2 separate regions of the Drosophila melanogaster genome follow, and region 2 is linked to region 1. Evidence: chromatin contacts called from public HiChIP or PLAC-seq data. All regions are on one chromosome and are shown on one strand. The core of a region is the stretch at or near the end of the contact, and the rest is flanking DNA. Distances in the headings are between cores, read along the strand shown.

The links. HiChIP or PLAC-seq counts read pairs in DNA pulled down with a chosen protein or histone mark.
Region 2: an H3K27ac HiChIP or PLAC-seq map of the Kc167 cell line shows a contact between it and region 1, with 3 times the contacts expected there. The contact joins the promoter of mol here to the promoter of lncRNA:CR45693 in region 1. A contact is called at or near these places in 1 of 107 Hi-C or Micro-C datasets (wing imaginal disc) and 1 of 6 datasets of contacts at active chromatin or transcription factors (the Kc167 cell line).

The regions. Positions count from the first base shown.
Region 1 is chr2L:14,510,083-14,514,004 of dm6, forward strand. It overlaps lncRNA:CR45693 (long non-coding RNA:CR45693), which reads right to left and starts at 2,001. Exons shown (of 1, transcript NR_124259.1): 1 at 1-2,001.
Region 2 is chr2L:14,995,796-14,999,717 of dm6, forward strand. mol (moladietz) reads right to left here and starts at 1,764. Exons shown (of 6, transcript NM_165094.3): 1 at 1,721-1,764.

The DNA.
Region 1 (3,922 bases), core at 751-3,250:
GATTCTCAGCGAACGAAGTTAGGGACCATAAAACGCTGCTTTTCAATGATTCATGGGGTTCTACATATTTTCTATTGCGGAGCGGCCCGGATGTCAGAAAATGTAGGTGCAATAAATTACCTAAATAGTGTGTGATTTAAGTCGTTGTTAGTCAAGTTTAAGAGAGCTGTTCAAAATAATATTGCTGACACGCAGAATAATGGTTATCGTTGTATTTAATTGCGAAAATTGTTTGCATTAAAATGCGATTTTAATTAAACTATGAAAAACTATGTTCTTATTTTGAACCACGTCGTATAAACACACTGAAGCAAACTAGTGTGCTTAGTAACAAGATAATATAATACTTAGAGCAACGTCCTTCAATGGTTTGGCTAACTCTGCTCATCTCACCTTCTCCACTTTTAGTTCTTGACGGTTTCTTCAGCCATTTCTTGGCCACTTGAGCGCTCCTCGGGCAACTTCGGGGCCTTGCGTTCCTTTCGTTCAGCTGACAGTCACTTCCTGTCAGCGTGGAGCAGCTCGATCCCCTGGAACCCCCTCTAAGCCCCGCCTGTGACGGCTCATTAGCATGTGTGCGTGGCTGGTCCTGCTACTCTGCCCGTCACTCCTTTGGCCTGCCATTAATTTCGCAAACTCGCCCTGCTCGTTCGTCTCTTGTGTCTCCTTGGGGCGTTTACAACTTAGCCAACTTGCAGTGTAACGCTTTGTATTGTTCACGCAAAATTTATTTCCGCTACGTCATGAACATCCTGCTGTCGTCGTTGCAGTTGTAGTTGTATTGTAGTTGTCCTCATCAACATCCTTGTTGTATTTGTTGTTAATTTACGTAATAAATACGCTTGAAAATGTTGCACGCACATGCAAAATGAATTACGTTGCTGGGGAGCAGCAACGGCAGCAGCAGCAACATCAACAACAGCAACAACAGCAGCAACATCAACTTAACTGTCACTTGTCACAGGGACGTTTCAGGGGCCTCCCTCTGGATGTCCTGGCGGTGCTGTCGTCTCTCACATGTCAACGGGCGTCGCTTTGCTTGGCATTTTTGTGATGTGAAATGAAGCAACGAGGTGACAGCAGCAGCAGCAACAGCAGCGGCAGCAGCAACAGCAACAGCAGCAGCTAAAGGGGAGTTGCTGCTCCTTGCAGCGGCAGCATAAAATGAATTACTCGCGTGAACAACAAAACCTGTCAGAAGGCTGTCAGCTGTGGAGGCGACACGTGGGTGGGGCCCCATGTCGCATTTGCAATCGCCCAGTCTCGCTGATGTTGCTGGTGTGTGCTAGGTGTCAGCGCATCGCATTTGAAATCCTCGCACACTGAAAAACAGTTGACAGTCAGCAGTCAGGGCAGCGACAAAGTATTGCTCCCGACATTCAACGCCAGCGGCAGCAGCAACAGCAGCAGCAGCAGCAACATGTTGCCATCGCTCGCATCCATGGCCATGCATATGAAATGTGAGTGTGCGAAATCTTTTGTGGGTCCGTGGCCCATGATTATCTTACCTCAAATTGCTTGTAGCAATCATGGAAAAAGCAACGTTGCGGTTGTCAAGCTCTTTGGGTTCTCCCTCGTTTCATTCCGTTTTCTTCTTCTTTTTTTTTTTTTTTTTGGCCACAGCAATTTTCATTTTCGCACTCCATTATAAAGTAATTTTTTTGCATTACTTATGCCTGTCAACGTCTGGCGCTTTTCGCCGCTTTCTTCTTCCTGTTTCCGAGGCAACGCCCCACGAACGTGTGGGTATCCTTCTCGTTGGCAAAGATTAATATGTTGCCGCTGTGCCGCATCCTGTACTCACTCGCTCAGTTTGCCAGCTTGCCGCTGTTTGAACGCTCGCATGTGTGACAGTTTGCAAATGTGATTGACAACTGACACTGGCATATAAATTCAAAGCTTTCGCACACACTCAACCGTTGACAGTGTACACGGAGAGGACAGTATCCGCAGCAACAGCAACTGCCTCCTGCCTTGAAGGCATGACAAACTGACTGACTGAATGACGGACGTGCCGGAGGTCTGAACGGTCGCACTGACTCACTAGCTGACTGACTGACTGATGGCCCGACTGTCTGCAATGCAGTTGGGTGTTGTCTCAACTCAACTCAGTTAGAGAACTGGGCAAGTAGTCGCAATTCATCAGCGAAAGATCTTGGGAAAGATTTAGGGTTGTCTTTTGCACTCAGCTTAAGCAAATAATTAATTACAGTCCATTTTGAAATTGGGTTTTATAAGTTGTAAGAAATAACTAGAACTAAGTTATATTAGGTTTCTTGTTGGTTTTTGAGTTTGTTGGATTGTTGTTTTATTTTTTGTCATTGAAGACTGCAAGATCATGATTAAAAGTACTCAAACAAATACTTTTCCATTAATGCAAGATATACATTTCCCCCAATTCGAAAGAGCTCAAGCCATTTGATCGTTCCGCAGTAAGTACGATCATTATGGTGGACCGACAACTCTGCGAAGTCATTTCCCCAAAGTACAGGTCTCCATCTATATTTTGTTAGTTGCTTCCCGTTTCTTTCAATTACCCAGCCACGGCCTATAGAAACTAATACCAATTATCATGACAACTTCCGTTTCTCAGCTCAAATTACTGCGGCCTAATTGCTATTTAGGGCTCCTTTCGGAACGTCGAGCCGCGTAATGTCCAATTATTCAAACAAGAGACGGAGCCCATAACCGCTGACACAACCGTCCGGCCCGGGTTTGATAATAGACTCATCAGACATCGGTCGCCATCATCGTCATCATCGCCACGCAGCAGGTAGTTCCTTCAAAAGGAGGGAAAACTCATTTGGGAGAGTACACAGGAAGAAATGAAAATGATTCAAATACCGGACCTCCACAAAACTTCCGAACTTAAGCTTATGATGTTAGCCCATTGGTTGTGTAATGTGATAAGGTTCAACTTTATGGACTATATCATACTAAACCTAGTGTATTAAAGCGTTAGATCGACTGTTAATCGGATGCTTTCAGGTCTATCTATCTCATGTATTTCTCTCTGTGTATTAGTGATGAGACGCAAACCTGTCGCTCGTGCTGACGACAAATGTCTTCAGCGGAAGTGACACAACAAAAATCCCTGGCAACCGAAAGGGAACAAAAAACGCTTGATTATAAATGCCCGATGCCGCGAAGAAAATAAAACTAATAAATTGATGTTGATCTGGCGATGCTGGCTACCGTCTCAAAGCAAAACAAACGCGCCATGACAATGACAAAATCAAGCGGCAGGGCTGACAATGATGGAAGTGACAACGACAATGGCGCTGAATGACAGGAGGATGTGGATGTGATGGCACTGCAGAAGCAGAAGGAGTGGGGCGTCGGCAGAGGGTTTTCTGGAGGGGATCCGAGGGGTCGACCAGTGGCAGCTGTTCGCTAACTCGACACTCTTGGCGTGACTTGTCAACGGGCATCATTCGGCTGGCGTCGAGGTTGGGGTTGCCGTTGATGCTGGAGCAAGAAGATCATCATTCATGACGATGATGATGCGGTCTACGCCTTTTGTTTATCAAATTTCAATGAGATTGGACGACTGATGGAGGTAGCACATCACTTTGAAACGCATCGTCTTTGTGCTCAGCTGGGATCGATTTCACTGAAACTAGCATCGGTCTTGGGGGGAATATATCAAATTTTAAACTCGTACTACAAGTAATGATTCTAATACAAACTTTATCTAATTTTAGAAATTATAATATTACCAAACTTGGGTCTTTACTTCGTTGTCACCATTTCTCGTGATCTCCATGCTTGCGGTCAGTCTTGTATAGATTTTGCCATCCTGGCCACAGGAAAAGACAAGCAATTCTCCGTTTATCCGTCAGTCAGTCGAGTCATCGATCCATCAGCCATTCAATCATTCACTCATTTCGACTGTTGTCACTCACTCGCACTCGAGTGGAAG
Region 2 (3,922 bases), core at 514-3,013, 490 kb after region 1:
CTCTAACACCTTTGCCGGTGGATTGAGGAAATGAAGTAAACATGAAATTGACATAATCAACACGCAGCTGGAAACTCTGCAAATGTCTTTTGACGAGACAGAGACAGCAAGAGAGGCACCAAGAGCTACAACAACAGGTTTCTGTGTCGCCCTGTTGATATTGCTTTTGTTGCTGTTGCTGTAATGCAGTGAGAGAAAATAATTACTCGGAATTGTATGATTTATGTCATATATGAATATTATGAATATCTTGATATTACTTTTTGTAGTACTGTTATTTATCAATATAATCCTTACTAATATATTAATAAAAATATTAGTAACTGTTTAAAACAATTTTTTCCCGTGCTAGCTTTGTTGTTGCTGCTGGCGGCGTGTGTTCAATGAGCGCTGGTGCGTGTAAATATGTAAGAGTTGCCTTCAACCGGCTTTTTCGTGCAACTTTTTTTTTTAGTTTTTTTGTAGCAGTAGTTTTTGTTTTCATTTTTGCGCTGGTCAGTTTGGTTTGAATCATCTGGCCATATAGGAAATGAAACGGGAGATGAAGTAATCCCAACGCCTGACATGGAAATTACATAGGCAAAACGCATCACAAAAATCAACCTGATGCACACACGTCATACAAATTCAACGACAACTAAAAGGGCAGGCAGGAAAATACAGTAAAAGGAAGGGGTATTAAAAAAAATACGCTCTTTATGTACGCTTTCGCGGAAAATACAAAAAAAAGGTTTAAAATTGCTGGAAGTTGTTATAATCAATTTTCTTTTTCATGTTTTAATAAATATCGAAATATCAAAGGTTTAGTTACTCCTGTTACTCCTGTAAGGGTAATAAAACATTGTGTTGGGTAATACTAAAGGGAAAATGTGCATTAGAAATTACCAACACAATTTTCCCGCTCCCACCCACACATACACCCATCACACATACGTTTGAGGAATGGCGGACTCCCTCTTTAGATGTTTGGGAATTTTTTTGTTTGATCTATCATATTTTATTTTTAGTTCTCGGTGTCTTTTAAGTCTCGGCAATCAGTTTGTTACCCAAAAAAATAAATAATTTATTATCCATTGTTCAGCATTCTATTTTTGCTTGAGTATACCAAACTATTTATTTACATATCTTATTGAATTTTTGATAATATGGATTTTGGTATTTTTTTATTTATATTTCTACAGAGAAACTTTTATTTGTATTGCTTCAGAGAAACTTATTTATTTTTGTTATTGTATTGCACTGAATATTTCGCACTTTAGTTGCAAAAAAATAAATTGCAACATTTAATTGCAACCAAGTTGATTAACTTTTTTATGTTTAAGGCAAAAATTTGCTGGCTTTAATTATATTTTATGTGCGCGCAAATTGTTAAGGTTTTTCGACACTGTTGTTTGTTTTAAGCTTTTTTGTTTTATTTTTGCAGACAACCACGAGGAGCAAAGCATAAATAACTAGATGAGCTTCAAACTTAATACCGTTATTTGCGTTATTATAACGCGGCTTTTGCGGTTTCTTTTTGTTTTGGCAAACTTATTTCGGCTTGAATTTTCGATTTTTGATTTTTCTCCACTTTTACGAACACGGTGGTTTTGTGCATGGCATAACACACAGACAAAACAAAAGCAAACAAATAAAAACACAATTCGATTTCGTCTTCGCTGCCTCTCGTTGTTTTTTTGTTGCAACTGATTTAAAATGCGCAGGCGCGGCGGCGACTTACAAAAATCTGCGTCCGTTTCGAGAGCTTGCCGTCGATCAACTGAACGCCGAGAGCGGTGAGCAAAAGACAAAACCTTCCCAAAAGAGAGCAACAGAGCGCCAAAGCTCCAAAGCGATGGGAGCTTTTTGCTCGACCGCTAATTGCAGGCTTAAGTGAGTGTGAATTTATGAAGCAGTCATGTCGGAAAGTCAGAAAATCAAAAAAAAAATTATTAAAATAAAAAATATCAAAAAATCCGACAGGGAACTTGGGCTATATCGCCAGGGCTATTCCTGATCAGGGACCTTGTCCGACTCTAGGCTGCCACACTTTCCAACCGCAAACTGGTTCATCTTGGGCCTGGCCTCACACTAAATTCACAGCCGAGCGGCAAATTATATACTTTAATCAGCCGGGCGAGAATAGCATTGGCACCTGTCACGAGGAGAAATAATATTAGTATAAACAGCTGTGCTCCGAAAATATTAGAACTTGCATTGTTACAAAAAAGGAAACAAAATAAAACTCTCAAACGTAATTTTATCATCTGACATTTTAATTTGGTTGATATAAATTAAGGCCCACTTAAAATATTAATGTATAATGCATTACTGGACATAAAAACAAAAGATTTATTTATAAGGTAGTATGTTAAAATGAGACATTTATTATTAAACCAAAATAAAACTTAATGAAACGTAATTGCATTGTATAATCAAAAATGCAATCGTTATAATATCAAAATTTCAAATTTTAAATTGCAATTTCCACTTTTCATACAACATTCTTTAATTTAAACAATTATGTCAGAAAAAATAGGTGCCAAATATTGGATAATATTAAAACGAATCCTCAAAAACTCCATCTTCGCAGCATTCCAACTTAAAAACCCCCAATACTTTTTCCTTTATTTAGTTATTTGCCAGCTGCTACTATTGCTAATTCAATTAGCATAGAGACCCGTCTGGTAATTAATATTTAATTTGCTAATTGAATTTTTACTAGCGACTACCGTGCCACGCACCAACGCCAAGCCAAATCACCAAGTTAGCCTCCGTGATCTCTGTTTATGTCCAGTCAATCCATCCGACTTGTGAATCTCGACAGTTGCAAATTTGGCTGGTCGACGCCAAAGCCACTTTTCAGCCGCAGTATGCTAGATCTTGTTGTCTTTGCCTTAGTAGTGAATCTTTTATGATGTGCAAAATTAGCCATAAAAACATACATAAACAAAAATGTAAATATTGCTGTAAAATCAGTAATTCATTATACGTAAGGCTCTCTAGAGTTTAGCCGATGTACTTAGTCTTTGGATTTAAAAAAGTATTATTCTGTGTTTGGAAAAAAATGTGGTGCTTAAAGCTGGCTGAAAAACTTCTAAAGTCGTATAACTATTTTTACAGCATGCAATTTATAAAGGAAGTATCTAAACTACTGAAATATTTACTTTATGTTAAAAATGCTTCGAAAAAGGTTTTTAAAACTGGTGTTTAGTTTTTTTTTTTTGCTTATTGGCAAACGGACTTCATCATAATCGATTCCCTAGCTACGAATAAACTTCCGCTACGCAGTCCAATGATTCATTCCCATTAAAATAAATATCTTGGGGCAAACCAATTCTTTTGACTGCTCTCACAGTGAATTCGTACACATGTTTAGTCACCACGAGTTCGTCGCCAAAGTCTTTTGTTCTAGCGTCATTTATATGCAAACCTATCACCTTGATGGGCGATAAAAACCAGAAAAGTCTGAAAAACATAAACAACAGCATCCCGGACCAGTGCAGCAAAGCGGTGACCACAAAGTTGAAATTAACGAAAATTCGCGCGGCAAGGTCAGTTCAAAGCGGTCAACGACTGCAGGCCGCACGGGAATGGCCAACATGAAATGCCCTTTTTCGAACAACAAAAATTTATCGATTGCAAGCAGTAAATAAAAATTATTCAGCAATAAAAGCGAAAAAAAAAAATTAAAATTAATCACTCGACAAGAGGAGATAACTTCTGAGCTACGCATAATGCGGCTACCGTTTAAGACTTAAATGAAAATATAAAAAACAGACACAAAATCCGGATGTGTCGCGATGCCTACGGATTTGGCGCGCCCAGACCGAGGACGGTCGTTGGTCCCTGGGGCCACAGAATCGCCGACGAAGTAGACCACAAAAAAAAACGACGGACACCGTACGTGTCCCATATCAGGAATGCAAACCACGCGGCGGTC